5 separate regions of the Mus musculus genome follow, and all the other regions are linked to region 1. A link is a contact called in public HiCAR-type and promoter capture Hi-C data. All regions are on one chromosome and are shown on one strand. The core of a region is the stretch at or near the end of the contact, and the rest is flanking DNA. Distances in the headings are between cores, read along the strand shown.

Evidence for each region. Promoter capture Hi-C pulls out the DNA fragments that hold promoters and counts their contacts. HiCAR-type assays count read pairs that join an accessible place to other places.
Region 2: a contact with region 1 is called in a promoter capture Hi-C map of stem cell-derived epiblast-like cells, with 3 times the contacts expected there. The contact joins the promoter of Ap4e1 here to the promoter of Secisbp2l in region 1. A contact is called at or near these places in 6 of 39 promoter capture datasets (3T3-L1-derived adipocytes, the HPC-7 cell line, embryonic stem cells and 3 more) and 1 of 115 datasets of contacts at active chromatin or transcription factors (astrocytes).
Region 3: a promoter capture Hi-C map of pre-B cells shows a contact between it and region 1, with 3 times the contacts expected there. The contact joins the promoter of Sppl2a here to the promoter of Secisbp2l in region 1. A contact is called at or near these places in 2 of 39 promoter capture datasets (the HPC-7 cell line and pre-B cells) and 1 of 115 datasets of contacts at active chromatin or transcription factors (pancreatic cancer cells).
Region 4: a HiCAR-type map of astrocytes shows a contact between it and region 1, with 4 times the contacts expected there. The contact joins the promoter of Trpm7 here to the promoter of Secisbp2l in region 1. A contact is called at or near these places in 1 of 115 datasets of contacts at active chromatin or transcription factors (astrocytes) and 2 of 9 other capture datasets (adipose tissue and pancreatic islet).
Region 5: a HiCAR-type map of astrocytes shows a contact between it and region 1, with 2.9 times the contacts expected there. The contact joins the promoter of Usp50 here to the promoter of Secisbp2l in region 1. A contact is called at or near these places in 3 of 39 promoter capture datasets (the HPC-7 cell line, hippocampal neurons and stem cell-derived epiblast-like cells) and 1 of 115 datasets of contacts at active chromatin or transcription factors (astrocytes).

What each region holds. Positions count from the first base shown.
Region 1 is chr2:125,781,474-125,784,198 of GRCm38.p6, forward strand. Secisbp2l (SECIS binding protein 2-like) reads right to left here and starts at 1,397. Exons shown (of 18, transcript NM_177608.3): 1 at 1,126-1,397. The coding sequence starts at 1,149.
Region 2 is chr2:127,007,299-127,010,023 of GRCm38.p6, forward strand. It overlaps Ap4e1 (adaptor-related protein complex AP-4, epsilon 1), which reads left to right and starts at 1,413. Exons shown (of 21, transcript NM_175550.3): 1 at 1,413-1,602. The coding sequence starts at 1,456.
Region 3 is chr2:126,931,847-126,934,571 of GRCm38.p6, forward strand. It overlaps Sppl2a (signal peptide peptidase like 2A), which reads right to left and starts at 1,389. Exons shown (of 15, transcript NM_023220.2): 1 at 1,101-1,389. The coding sequence starts at 1,166.
Region 4 is chr2:126,874,928-126,877,652 of GRCm38.p6, forward strand. Trpm7 (transient receptor potential cation channel, subfamily M, member 7) reads right to left here and starts at 1,334. Exons shown (of 39, transcript NM_021450.2): 1 at 1,047-1,334. The coding sequence starts at 1,049.
Region 5 is chr2:126,782,049-126,784,773 of GRCm38.p6, forward strand. Usp50 (ubiquitin specific peptidase 50) reads right to left here and starts at 1,412. Exons shown (of 7, transcript NM_029163.3): 1 at 1,172-1,412. The coding sequence starts at 1,239.

The DNA of each region.
Region 1 (2,725 bases), core at 147-2,646:
GCCATGCTAAATGTTACCATCTAACCAGGTAATTACATTTCCTCTAAGATGAAAGGAGACATAAGTGAGTATACATATGCATTAGTGCTTCCAGAGTGCCCAGGACGGACAAAAACATCCCACCCTTTCATTAGAGACACACGCGCAAGGAAATTTCCTTTTCCTTCGTCAAGGCTGGAAATCTCAGGTTCCTTTTTCAGAATTACTCTCAAAAACAATGTTTTAATAAATTCACTACATACTGTAACATAATACTCCGGGCCACAGTGAAGTGTGTATTTTCCAAGTGGTCCCACATCAATTTTCTCTTGGTAATTGGTGTTCTTTAATAAAAATAAACTTCTAATCTCTGGAAGATTTGCTTTCCTTTTTAAATCTGTGTGGTAAGGTCCTGTGGAAAGTGCTGAGAGAGGAGAAATCTTTCATAAGAGGTCTAGGATAGAATGGACAATACGACAAGAATCAACAACAGAAACGGCGAAGTGTTCAAAATTAGAAAGCTGTGTTTTGGCTTGAAAAGTGTGCGATTCAAAACCAAAACTGTCGTTAACTATGTATAAACAGAAACTTGGGAGATGGTATCTCATTTACTCGAGTTAATTAACTATTCGCAAAACTAACAGGCAAGTCACCAGTGTTCTCCTTTCAACTATGTGACTAACTGACCAAGGTCCTGGTAGAGGGAAATTGACAGCGAACAAAAATCACACTCAGTCAAATTAAGTCGTTTCCAGGGAAGCTGTAAAATACTGGGGAGGAGGAGGAAGCATGACACTATTCTTCTAAGTTATTTTTCACCCTGCCATTAGCCCTTCCTCCCAACTCTTCCAGAAAGAATTCGATGCAATCAAAACACTAACAGACCACTAATGGAACTACTGTGCGAATACGAATATGGACTCAACTTGAACTCTTGCTCCATTTTAAAAGAATAATTATTTGCAAAGTAACTAGACAGGAAAACAAGGGTAAACCACGGTAGTCTCTTCATAAAAGAAATACACTCCAGACTGCTGCAAGGGCAACGCTGTCGCCGCTGAGCTCCGCCGGTCCACCTCCCCCGGCCTTTCAGCTTCGGCGGCCTGCCGGCCCGGAGGCCCGAGAGCAGCCCGGGCGCTTGCGTACCTGCTCGGCCGGCGCTCGGTCCATGGCGCCGGCGACAGGCGCCGGCTCTAGTCGGTGTGCGCAGCGCCGCGGGCCGCTTTCTCCATGGCCCCCCGCTCGGTCCCGCCGGGCTCGGTCCACTCCGCACAGCCGGCCGGACGCCGACTCGGCTACGCCACTGGCTGGGGAGGCGGCTCCAGCTCAAGGCGGGGGAGGCGGCGGCCGCCCCGGGGAGGGATCATCTGGGACGGAAGCCGAGCGGGACCGAAAGGGCGGAGGCGCAGTAGGAAATGGAGATACGCAGGGGCGGGGATGGCCGAGGAGCGACGGGGGCGGGGGGAGGGGGGTGGCTAGCGGGCAGCCAAGGCCAGGGGCACTGCCTGGTTGGGTTACTCCTCCCACTCCCACCTAGGCAGGTTGGGCTGCCTGGAACTCAGGACGCATGTGTTCACTTTGCCGGGACCTCAGAGACTGCTCAGAAGGCAAAACCTACTCAGGATATTGGAAGAGCTTGTAGCTGCTCACTAGTCCTGTGATCCTGTCAGTACTCTAAAAGAATGAAAAGAACGAACAATCTTGCCCTTTGAAAATTGCACAAATAAATTGCATACACAGAGTAGCAGCCATAGGTAAGAAGCCCTGTTAAAAAATCTCCACAAATAATGATTAATTAATGTTATTGTCCCGGTTCCAGACTCACATCTAGCCTCAACTCCAGGCTGATTTTGCCCATTTCGAACCCTATTTTTACCCAAAACCTGCATAACTACCCAAGAAGAGATTATCTTCTCCTCTGCTTTCCCCATATGGTTAAGAATTGTTCCTTTTAATCTCCAGGTCATCAGCTCCTTAAAGACTAGAGTTTGCCTTGAAACTAAACCCTACTGGTAGATTCCCTCTGGGGAGTTAGACAGCCTCCAACACACACAAGCTCTCCACAAGAGTTCTGGCTTGATAACGTCGGTCAGCTGAATTATATATACTTCAGTGAAGAAAGAGAGTAGAGTTGGCTGCTGTTAGGGTCACTGGCCAGGGGATCTATGTCTGGAAAAGGGAAAAGGATATCTAAGAAATCTGCTTCGTCATCACGCTTTGGGAGATGTTCATAAAGCCTTTTCAGTTAATCCAAGTCTGTAAGGAGAGAGTGGTCTGTAAAGATCCTGGCTATGTTAGTGTGGAAGCTGTATTTCTGCCAGCTTAAATGAATGCATTTTGTCTACAGGACATATGAAGGCTGGTCTGCAAACCACATGATGGAGAAACACTTATGCCTGTACATGAGAGTTTCGTGCATTTGGTTTTGTTTTTCCACTGTATGCACACTTTTATTTCAGTTGCACATGCATTTGTGTTGAAAATGTGTGAGCTGTGTAATGTCAGATTCCTTAGAGTCTATTACAAACCCTTGCTCAGGATTCAATGGCTGCAGAAGAAATTTAAGGCTGATCCACAAAGCAAAGCTATTTATACAGGGCAGTTACATAAGCCACAGCGGCTCACCCTCCTTTCTGACAGCAAGATGAGATGAGCTGTGCCCCTACCGGTGGTCTTTAGCTGCAAGACACCCAGCCTGAGTTAAAAAGTCATTAATGCAGTACGGTATTTGAGGTTTTCCCCTTCT
Region 2 (2,725 bases), core at 163-2,662, 1.2 Mb after region 1:
TAAGCTGTTGCATAATTTTCTAGCCAATTCAGTATGCTAATGAAAGCTGTGTAAGAAGTTTTAGTGCGGGGGTGGGTGGATATGGGGGACTTTTGGTATAGCATTGGAAATGTAAATGAGCTAAATACCTAATAAAAAATAGAAAAAAAAATAAATAAAAAAAAGAAGTTTTAGTGCTGCTTGAAAAGCAGGAACAACAGAGTTTTGCTTTTTATATAGCCTACCATGTCTCTGTTTCAAATGTGTAATTTTTCTTCCTTTAAACTTTGGTCCAAACAATGACCCTGTTTTACTGGCACCACAGCACAATTTGAAAAAGCTCTATTGGATAAGACGGACTAAGGGGGATAGTGAACATCACCCAGGCCAGGGGAAGGAAAGTTTCACTTTACTTTTTGGCAGTGTAGCCGCGTTCCTTTCACCCGAGTCAGAAATGTATCAGCTTTCCCCAGCATATTTTTTAGGTGGAAGAAAAAAATTGGGGGATGGGGAAAGTTAAGACAGGGTTTCATATAACTCAGGTTTGTTTTGAACTTGATATGGAGCCGGTGATGCCCTTGAATTTTCTTGCTCCTCCTTCCAGTCTCAAGGGCTGGGATTTCAGGCAACAACCACTACATGGCTGGAAAGTAAGTTTTCTAATTTAAACTAGTGAAAGGGCCTAAAGTTAAAAAAACACACACACACATACACACACACACAGTAAACAAAACTTTACGTAGGCATAAAATATTAAATTCTAAAGAAAATCTGTTTTAAATAATTTAAATATTGAGATTTTTCAATAAATTAAACTTTTTTAAAAAAAGATTTATTTATTATTATAAATAAGTACCCTGTTGCTGTCTTCAGACACGCAACAGAAGAGGGCGTCAGATCTCATTATGGATGGTTGTGAGCCACCGTGTGGTTGCTGGAATTTGAACTCAGGACCTTTGGAAGAGCAGACAGTGCTCTTACCCACTGAGCCATCTCACCAGCCCTAAACTTTATCTTTGCATAACTATTCTGTCAGGCAAACTTTTTCTTTTGTTGAGGTGTAGGTACAAGAACAACTTCAAGATTTAAGAAAAAAATTTCACTTATCACAGACAAAGTTTCAGAGATAAGAGCTCCTACAGGTGTTAAGAACACTATAAAGATGGTAGGTCAGGTTTGTAATCCCAGCACTTGGAGGCTGGGACAGGGGAATGGCACGAATTCATTAACCTTGGGAAGTTCGAGAAAATACAAGATCATGCACACACATTTCACCGCTAATAGAATGATCATGAACTTCATGTCTCCAGAGAACTCCTCTCTCCTCCTAGACTCGTGCGCCCCCAGGCGGTGTTTCCCGGAACTTCATCCTGCTCGTCCTGCTCCGGCGCGAATAAAGATTTCTTATTCAAAACGCCGGAAGTGACTACGGAGGCCGGGAGAGTCAGCGCGAAGTAGCCTCGTAGGGAGGCAGCGATGAGCGACATGGTGGAGAGGACGCTGACCGCACTGCCGGGGCTCTTCCTGCAGAACCAGCTGGGAGGACCTGCGGCCTCCAGAGCACCCTTCTTCTCCAGGCTGGGCGGCCTCATCCGTGGCGTCACTGCACTCTCATCCAAGCACGTATGCGGCGGGGTTGGCTGGGCGGGATGGGGTGGGGCGGCGGGGCCGGAGACATCGGTCCGCTGGATGGACGCAGCCGGGCGTCCGCCTCAAGTTGCCTGTACCGACCGACCTCAGGAGGCCGGCTTTCTGATTTGGAGGCCCGAAGACCCTCCGTGTGTTTTCTCATGGGGTGCTTTGAGGATTACATGAGCTGTCAATCGAGTGAAAAAAGCCAGTATGACCTAAAGCCTGAGCTATAGGCTCCTACCAAGTTTCTCCTCCCTGTTGAGATTTTTGTTTTGTTTTGATTTTTCGAGACAGGATTTCTCTGTGTAGCCCGGGCTGTCCTGGAACTCACTCTGTAGACCAGGCTGGCCTCGAACTCAGAAATCCGCCTGCCTCTGCCTTCCAAGTGCTGGGATTAAAGGCTTGTGCCACCACTGCCCGGCTCCCTCTTGAGTTTTAATTTTTCTATTTGGAAGCATCACGTACTCGGACAGACAACCCTCATTCCCACCCCTGACAGGGCTGTTAATCTTTGCAGAGCTTGAGGTTTAGTCTAGACCAACGGGTTGGGCAAAGACGCGCTTTGAAAACTAGTAGTTACTATAGAAGTTATTAAGTTCCCACGTACTTTGTATGGTACTGACTCAAAGCCTCAAGGAGTGTTTGTCTTAAAAACATAATATTGTGTCATACTTTCTTCAGCAAGTATTTATCAAGCACAACTATATGTTAAGTAATGAAAATAGCAAAACACTTTTCTGTCTATTTTCTGTCCATTTTAGACTTAACATAAATAAGTAACTACAGTGCAGTGTAAATGCCTGCAGCATGGAGAAGAGAAACAAGATGCCTTTAAAGGTTTAAAACGGGCTTGTGTTCTCACTGGAAGCTGGTGTGTGGCAGGGCTTGCTGAACATCCCTTAATCATTATTCGTGTACTTAACATCTCTTCGTGCTTTTCTGTTGCTAATTTGTATGAGAGGGCAAGTAAGTATTTTGTGTGTACATGTATGTACTGAGAGAATGTGTATGTGCTGGTATGTGAGGATGCACGGACCCACGGCACATGTATAGGCTTCCGAGAACAGCTTTGGGTCTTAGTCCTTACCTTCCACCTAGTAGGTGAGATCTCTCT
Region 3 (2,725 bases), core at 139-2,638, 1.2 Mb after region 1:
GAATGGGTTCTCTCCGAATGCTGTCCAGCAAAGTTCCTAGAACGCCAAAGGCTACCTTAAAAAAAAAAAAAAAAAAAAAACTGTTTGGGGCTTAAACCTTCTCCATGACCTTTTCAAGCCCAGAGTGACAAAGCAGTCTTTCAGAGAAGTGATGGTTTTTAAGTAATAACTACATACACAGTTTACACAACAGTGTGCAAACAATACCGATACAAATTTCCCAACATCAAATGTCAGAAAAGAAAGTGAACAGAAACAAAATCTAAAACACTGAGAGTTAGCTTCTTGGTCACACATTGGAGCTCAAATTACTTTGATCCCGAATTTTAAAACATTATTTCAGCAAATATGGGTATGTGAGCGCATATTTGTTATTTTTTTCTCAACCAGACTTTGACCCTTTTAGACGTCAAACTATTCAAACCTCTCATTTCCCCTTTAAAGGTATTTTAAAGTATACCTATATGAAAACAAAAGCATAATACAAATCCCATAGTATAATCACATGTACCTTACATAGAAGGCACTATCTGGGAGTGAAAGGAAAGTATATAGATATTCATATGGCTATAGAGAGAAATGTATGTGAGCGCAGTCAACAAAAGAGCAGGCCAGAACGCTAACACCTGGAACCCTGTTCACACCGGCCCCTCCATCCGCCTTTTTCTAGGCAAAAGGCAGCAGTAAGATTGGGCTACACAGAGAAGCACAGAAGTGAATTCTTTGAATTAAGAAGAAAAGATGCCAGCACAGTGAAAAATTATAGAGAGGGCTCCAGGACCAAGGAGGAGGAAGCTCCCCACCCACTCCTACCCCCGCCCGCGGGTTTCTCCCAGGGGTTGGGCATTTCGCTGGATTTCGGGGGCTGGGGGCGGGTGAGGAATGCTGGGACTCAAGGACGAAGGCAGTTAACCGGGCCCGGGCAGTGGGAGAATGGGAAGCCAGGGTAGAAGGAGAGGAAGGGGGAGGTAGGGAAGGAGGAGGGATGAGGGAAATCCGGAGGAGGTTAGAGGGAAAGGAAGGGATGGAGGGGGAGGGGGAGGAAGCGGGAGGAAGGGGAGGGAAAAGCGGAGGGGAGGGGAGGGGAGTGCGGCTCTCACCAGTCCGAGCAGGCAGCTCCAGAGCAGGGCAGCCGCGGGAGCGTGCAGCGAGTGCAGCAGCCCCATCCCACGGGCGGGCAGCTAGGCTCAGGCTGCGCTGGCGGCACCCGGACCTCTAGGGTGCAGCCCCGACTTCCTCTTCCGGTCCCTCCCGCGAAACGCTAGGCCGGGACTCTGTGGGTACTGTCAGCTCCTGGCAGAGCCGTTTTAGCTGCGTAAATCCTGGGTTCTCGTTCGGTTCCCCCTAACTGCGGCCGCCGCCCATTCCAAGCCACTGGAGCTTCGGGTTTCAGTTTCCTTTCTGGCCTCTGCCACGTAGCCTCGGGGCGATCTTCGTAAATACGGAACCCAGACGAGGCTCCTCTCCACACTTGGCAGCACAAATCAAAACTCTTCCTCTGCTGCTAAGTTTACGTCACCTCACCCTGTTTTCTCTGTCCTTGGTTTCTCTACTTTCCCACCCGTTAAGATCCACAGACCCTCCAGGCGGGCAGTCTCTGGGGAATACACTCTTGGTGTTCCCTTATCACTTACTTAACACTTCCTCCCTAAAGAGGGTTTCCTAGTACACTTCATCTTAAGTACCCCTTAATTCACTTTCATGCTATGATTTATTTGTAACCTTCATAGCTTTTTTTTTCTTTTTGTTATTTATTTATTTATTTATTTATTGCTGTTGTTGTTCTTGCTTTCTTTGGAAACATCCTCGACTAGTACTGAACTCACTTTGAAGATGATGGCCTAGAACTCAGAGATCTTCCTGTATCATAGGCATAAGTCACCATGCCTGAGGTTTTGGGGGTCCCTCCCCCCATTTTCTTATACTCATCTATGTATCTCCCATGCTGCTATCCAGTTAATGGAAGGATCCCTCTTTGCTCTGTTGACTGCTGTGTCCTTACACACAGAATATCCAGTGTATACTAGGTTGTCAAATATTTGTTGGATGACTATTTAATACCAAACACTGAATAGGACAGTGTTCCTGTTATCCTAAAGGAGGGACACAGCAAGGACTACAGATGTGTGAGCAAACACTGTTACAAAGCAACCTTTCACAAGGAACTCCACAAGGATCCAAGGGAGGTAAAAATAGGGCACCAGGAAGAGAAAAAAAAAAAAAAAAAAAAAAAAAAAACACCAGCCCTAGCTGAGTATAACTGACTATTACCTTCTGTGCAAGTTAATTTCAGCTAGGCAAAGAGGAAGGAAGCATTAGTCTGAAAGCCAAGGGAGGCAACTACAGAACTACAGAACTACAGAACTGGACCTTGGCTGAAGTTAGGAGAGGGGGAGAGTGAGAAGAGGCAGAGGGTGAAATAGTTGCACAGCTTGGAACTTGAGACTTCCTCATTGGCATCTTCCTGGGGGAATTCCTGAAGGAAGCTCTCCCACAGTTCTGCGTGGGTTTTTTCTGTAGTTGTCTGTCCCCTGGCTTCCCCCTCTGGTCCAGTTTCAATCTATTTGTAACCCTACCAGCTGTAAGAACCCCCTAGACAGAAACTGCCTGTCAAGCATTGTTGCATTTACTCTCAGCCACTTTTAGAATCCTTCTAGGACACTGATGTTTAAGCTAATCTCCCCTTTCCACTGGGATCCTAGATACTTGCTCATCTGATGAGAGC
Region 4 (2,725 bases), core at 84-2,583, 1.1 Mb after region 1:
TCCAGTCTCAAATAAAAGGAGTCTTCAGCGGCTGGAGAGATGGCTCGGCGGTTAAGAGCACTGACTGTTTTTTTCTGAAAGTCCCGAGTTCAAATCCCAGCAACCACATGGTGGCTCACAACCATCCCTAACAAGATCTGACTCCCTCTTCTGGAGTGTCTTAAAACAGCTAGCTGCAGTGTACTTACATATAATAAATAAATAAATCTTTAAAAAAAAAAGTAGTCTTCAATAACTTTACAAACGAAAGTGAGAAATGCAGTATTTATTCACATGTACTTTATAAGTAAGACACTTCTAAACCTAGCCCTAGCCCGACATGGTGGCGCACGTCTTTAATCTTGGGAGGTAGAGGTAAGCGGATCTCTGAGTTTAAGGCCAACCTGGTCTGTCTACACAGTGAGTTCCAAGCCAGCCAGGGTCACAAGCGAGACCTTGTCTCAAAAATAAAGAAAAGGCAGAAAACTAAACCTGTCTGACTTCGGCAAAGAAACACCAGTTTGCATAAAGCCTATCAAGTTAAACTACTGAGCAGGAATGCCTTTCCTGCTCAGATCCTAGATCTAAATGGCTTTCTTTGTAAGAACTCTCCAAATCCGGTTCCTGGCCTTAACAACAAAAGCTCTAGCCAACGCTGCAACACACCGACTCCCTCCAGTCTGCACATTGGCTTCAAACTGTCTGGGACAACAGATGAGGTAGTTCGACGCAGACCTGGCAACGCACGGTCTCAGCCTCCCAGGAATTGTCCCTTCCCTGTCGCCTGCTAAACAAAACCCCGAACCACATCGCAGTCTACACCGTCAAAATCGCTCCCGTTCTATTAAACAAAATAATAGTAGAAAATGTACCTGTAGAGCGTCTGCGGCACAGCCACCAAGTCACAGCTCGGAACCCGCGCCCTTCTCCTTGCCACACCACCCCAGCCCTCCCTCCCTTTCCGTGACGGCTCCGCTGCGAGCGGTGGCGCCCGGAGGGTCACGGAGCTCCCCGGAGCGCCGCCCAGGCTCCCGCGAGGCCCGCCCGCGCCAGGCCCGGCTCCGTACCATTCTCCTCACGGGGCGGACTCCGGAAGGGCAGCGGCTCCTCCTCCACCTCCGCGGCCTGCAGCCATCTATCGGAAAGCGTCTCCGGAGGCGGTGGCACGGGCCACCGAACAAGGACAGCCCCGGGAAACCTTCTCAGAACTAACTCAGCTCCAGCGCTAGCAGCAGAAGTCGAGTCTTTCATAATTGTGCGACCAGCTCCGCCGGGTGACTGGCCACAGGGACGCGCCCGCGCCCGCCTCCGCCGGAGACGGGGCCGCGGCAGCCACGTGACGGGGCCGTCGAGTGCGTCGCGCGGAGGGCGTGTCACGTGAAGGGCGCGCTTACTGCGGCCTGCCCCTAAGCTCCGCCGGCCGGGAAACGCCGAGCTGCTGCTTTCCCTGGTGTTGCTGGCTTCGGCTTCCCCTGCCTCTGTCCACGAGAACTTGTTCCGCTTTAATGACCAGATTCCCCGGCTTCGCCAAAACTTAGCTCCCGGCCGCGCACGCTTGTCTGTTTCTTTTGCTATCGCATCTGTCTACGTTGGTTATTAGCGATCTCTTCCCGCACGTTATCCTTTCCCATCAAGGGTGCAATCCGTTTTTTTTTTTTTATCAACACTGCTATTATTAGTGACTTATTTTAGGTGTATGTGTGTTTTGCCTCATGTATGTCTGTGTACCATATGTGTGCAGTGTCCTCAGAAGACCGTGCTAGATCCTCCAGAACTGGAATTTCAGACATTTAGTGTTATTTGAGTTCCTTTGTAGCCCAGGCGCCTGGCCTAAAATGACCTTGAACTATGGATTCTGCCTTTAACCCCACACTGCTGGGATTGCCGGCTTTTGCCATCCTGAAAGTTTTTTGTTTTTTGTTTTTTTTTAGATCAGGAGTAGTGGCACATGCCTGTAATCCCAGCACTCCGAAGGCTAAGGCAAGAGGACTGCAGTAAATTCCAGGCTATCGAGGATTAGAATGACACCATCTTAAAAACACAAAACCAAACCTGCTTTTGGCACATCATCTTTCTGTATGTATATTATGGGTATGGAGAGTCTTGGAACCAATTCCCTACAGAGACCTAGAGACATTTTTTCTTACAATTTTAAAGGCTCCTCTGCCTGAAGGGCTGTTCTGCCTCTATCTTTCCTCTTTTAACTCTGGCTAATCTCAAATTTACTGTAATCCTCCTGCCTTAGATATACATCTTTAAGTATACATTAAATCAATAGATGCAAAACCTAACAAAATACAAATGTGTATTTCTTTAGATTAATAAAATGTTCAGTATAATTTTATTTCCAATTATTTTCCTTCTTTGGTTGGTTGAGTCAACCTAGAACCTAGGTATAGGGCGAGCCAACTGCACTAGCCTGCTCTGTGTCTATAGATGGACTGTGGATGGACTAGCTGAAGTTTCCTACAATGTGCACGTACCTTGGTTTGGTTTAGCTTCTTCCATGCTGCATAGTTATTATCTCCCAAGCAATATGACCCACAGTTCACTGAGCCAAGCCTCTTCAACAAACTAATCCAGCCACTCACTCTTTCTCTTACAAGTTTTGTGGTGCTTATAAATCATCTTCAGGCATTCCCCACCTTGTAGGCCTAGGAGGAGCAGTGTTTTTAAGTGCTTCAAGTGCTGGCCATGGTGGTACATGTCTTTAATCCTAGCACTTGGGAGGTTGAGGCATGCTGAT
Region 5 (2,725 bases), core at 162-2,661, 1.0 Mb after region 1:
AAGGAACACTACCTCTTCCTGGCAGGGTTACTGCGAGGGCCATGCAGGTGCCATGCAAGGTGCTTAGCTTAGATCACATAATAAATGATATCTTTTAAAAGAATACAACATAGCCAGTTATTGGTGGTGCAAACCTTTGATCCTAGCGTTCAGGAGGCAGCAGCAGGGGGGATCTCTGAGTCTGAGGCTAACCTGGTGTACAGAGTGGGTTCTAGAACGAATAGCTAAGGCTACACAGAGAAACCCTGTGTCCAAAAAAAGACAAGTGTATATTTATACACACACACACATATGTATATATACTTATATACACATACACATGTGTGTATATATGTCTATGTGTGTATGTATATATGTATATATACATCTATGTACCTGTATAGTATGTATACACGTATATTTACATGTATACACACATATATACATATATATGTATACACACATATACAGATATACGTGCATACACACACACACACACACACACACACACACACAGCTTGGGTTCTGAAGAGATGGCTCAGCAGTTAAGAGCATTTCTGCTGTTCTTTCAGAAGATCCTGGCTCACTTCCCAGCAACCACATGGCAGCTCACAACCATTTGTGTCTCCAGTTCCAAGGGATCTAATGCCCTCTTCTGGCCTCCAAGAGCACTGCTTTGGTGTGCTTAAATTGTCAGCAAAGCATTCATATACATAAAATAAAATCTTTAAAAGAATAAATGACTTAATGTGGAGAGACGGGACTGGAGCATCTGCCCAGCATGCAGAGATGGGAAATACTGCAGGCTCCAGGAGGCCTCCTTGATCTGCACAGCTCCCTCTTATCTGACCGATTCAGTAGGGCCGCTCACCACCTTTGTCCTTTATTACCTTTCTTCCCACAGACTGAATCTGAAATCCAGGCCCCACCGCTCAGCGGCCTCACTCAGTGCCTCTGCTCAGTTTCACCCATCTGAAAAGTGTGCCATTCTCACTTTTACTCAGTGATGTCACGGAGGCCCTGAGCTGACTGATCAGGGAGTACATGTATGTTATCTCTTCTGGGTCCTTCATGGGTCAAATCTGGCAGAGCCCTCCCAAATGCAACAGGTGCCATGCCCCCTCTAGGTAAGCCCTCCCCCAGCCCCCCACTCCTGAGGTTATCTATAAAGGCACAGGACATAGAGGCTCACAGGTTGTAGTAGGCACCGAAGTCGTCTGCAGGGACCGGCCGATGAGACGCCATGTCAATGAAGCACATCAGGCTTTCACTTCTACTCACGAGCTACCTTTGATCCTTTTAACTTCATTTCTCCAGGACTGCTCCCTGGCTTGTTTTTGGTTTTGAACCGTTTGAATGCCCCCCTCCCCCCTTTGTGTTGTTGCTGTCTGATTTCACTTGACTCAGGCCCAGTTCTTCTTGGATCCTCCCCTGCATCACAATTGTCACCCTTCATACCAAGGTTCTAACGTGTTGTCAAGGGATACCATTATTTGTTTGTTTGAAATGCTTCTGAAAGATCAACTTTCTGAGAACGAATTGTCCACATCACAGCTCTCCCTCTATTTCTGGGTTTCTCACACACAAGCACACAGAGATGTTCACCCTCTGGATTTGGGGACAGTGTGTGGCAACACTGCTCCCATGAACCCTAGAGGGACATCTCTTCCCCTATGGAGGAGGTAGTGAGATTTTTCTCATCCCGATGCATACACAGTGAGGTCACCAGAATTGTTTATTCTTGGGATGGAGACACAGCTGGATATGGGCACATACCCATAGTACACAGGCTGTTAGGGTTTTACTGCTGTGGACAGACACCATGACCAAGGCAACTCTTCTAAGGACAACATTTAAATGGGGCTGGCTTACAGTTTTAGAGGTTCAGTCCATTATCATCAAGGTGGAGAACAAGGGCATGTCCTGGCAGACATGGTGCAGGAGGAGCTGAGAGTTCTATATCTTCATCTGAAGGACACTAGAAGACTGGCTCCCATGTAGTTAGGAGAAAAGAATCATTGCCCACCCCCACAATGACACATTTCCTCCAACAAGGCCACACCTCCTAATAGGCCAAGCATATTTAAACCACCACACAGGCTTATTATAGGATTTACAAGCTGTGGCCTCTGGGGCACACATGGTTTTCTGAACTCAGACTTTTCCACTGGAGGAAAAGGATGGCATCCTCAGTTCTAACTAAAAGCATGGGGCTGTGACCTGGGAAAGCACCCGTGCTGGGGCCTTGCCTCTGGAGTGCCTAGTTGCTGCTGGCCTGCTCTCTGAGCAGATCTACTGGGTCAGCCAAGCACCAGCAGAGAGCAGGCAGAGAGCCCTTAGGATCAGTTTATCCCAGGTAGGGTACTGAAGACAGGCTGAAGGAAAAATACTCTCAAAGTCCAACTTCATAGAGCAATGAGTTTCAGTGGGGTCAGTTAGGGCATATGGGTGGAGAGATCAGGAGCAAATAGGACTCAGCTGTGTCACCGAAGACCCCAGTATGAGTGACAGCTCATGAAAGCTGGGCTCCAGGAGCACACACAGCCTGCAGGCACTCAACAGATTGCAGTGTCCTTTCTAGGCCTTTTAGTCGTAAGCCACACACTGCAACACACACCACATGACATCGATCTCTCTCACACACTATGCCAAACCACCCGGCAACACACACAATGACTAAGAAATATACATTAGATCCATAATGATGCCCCTCTGTGTATGTGCATATATGTATTGAGAATCAGAA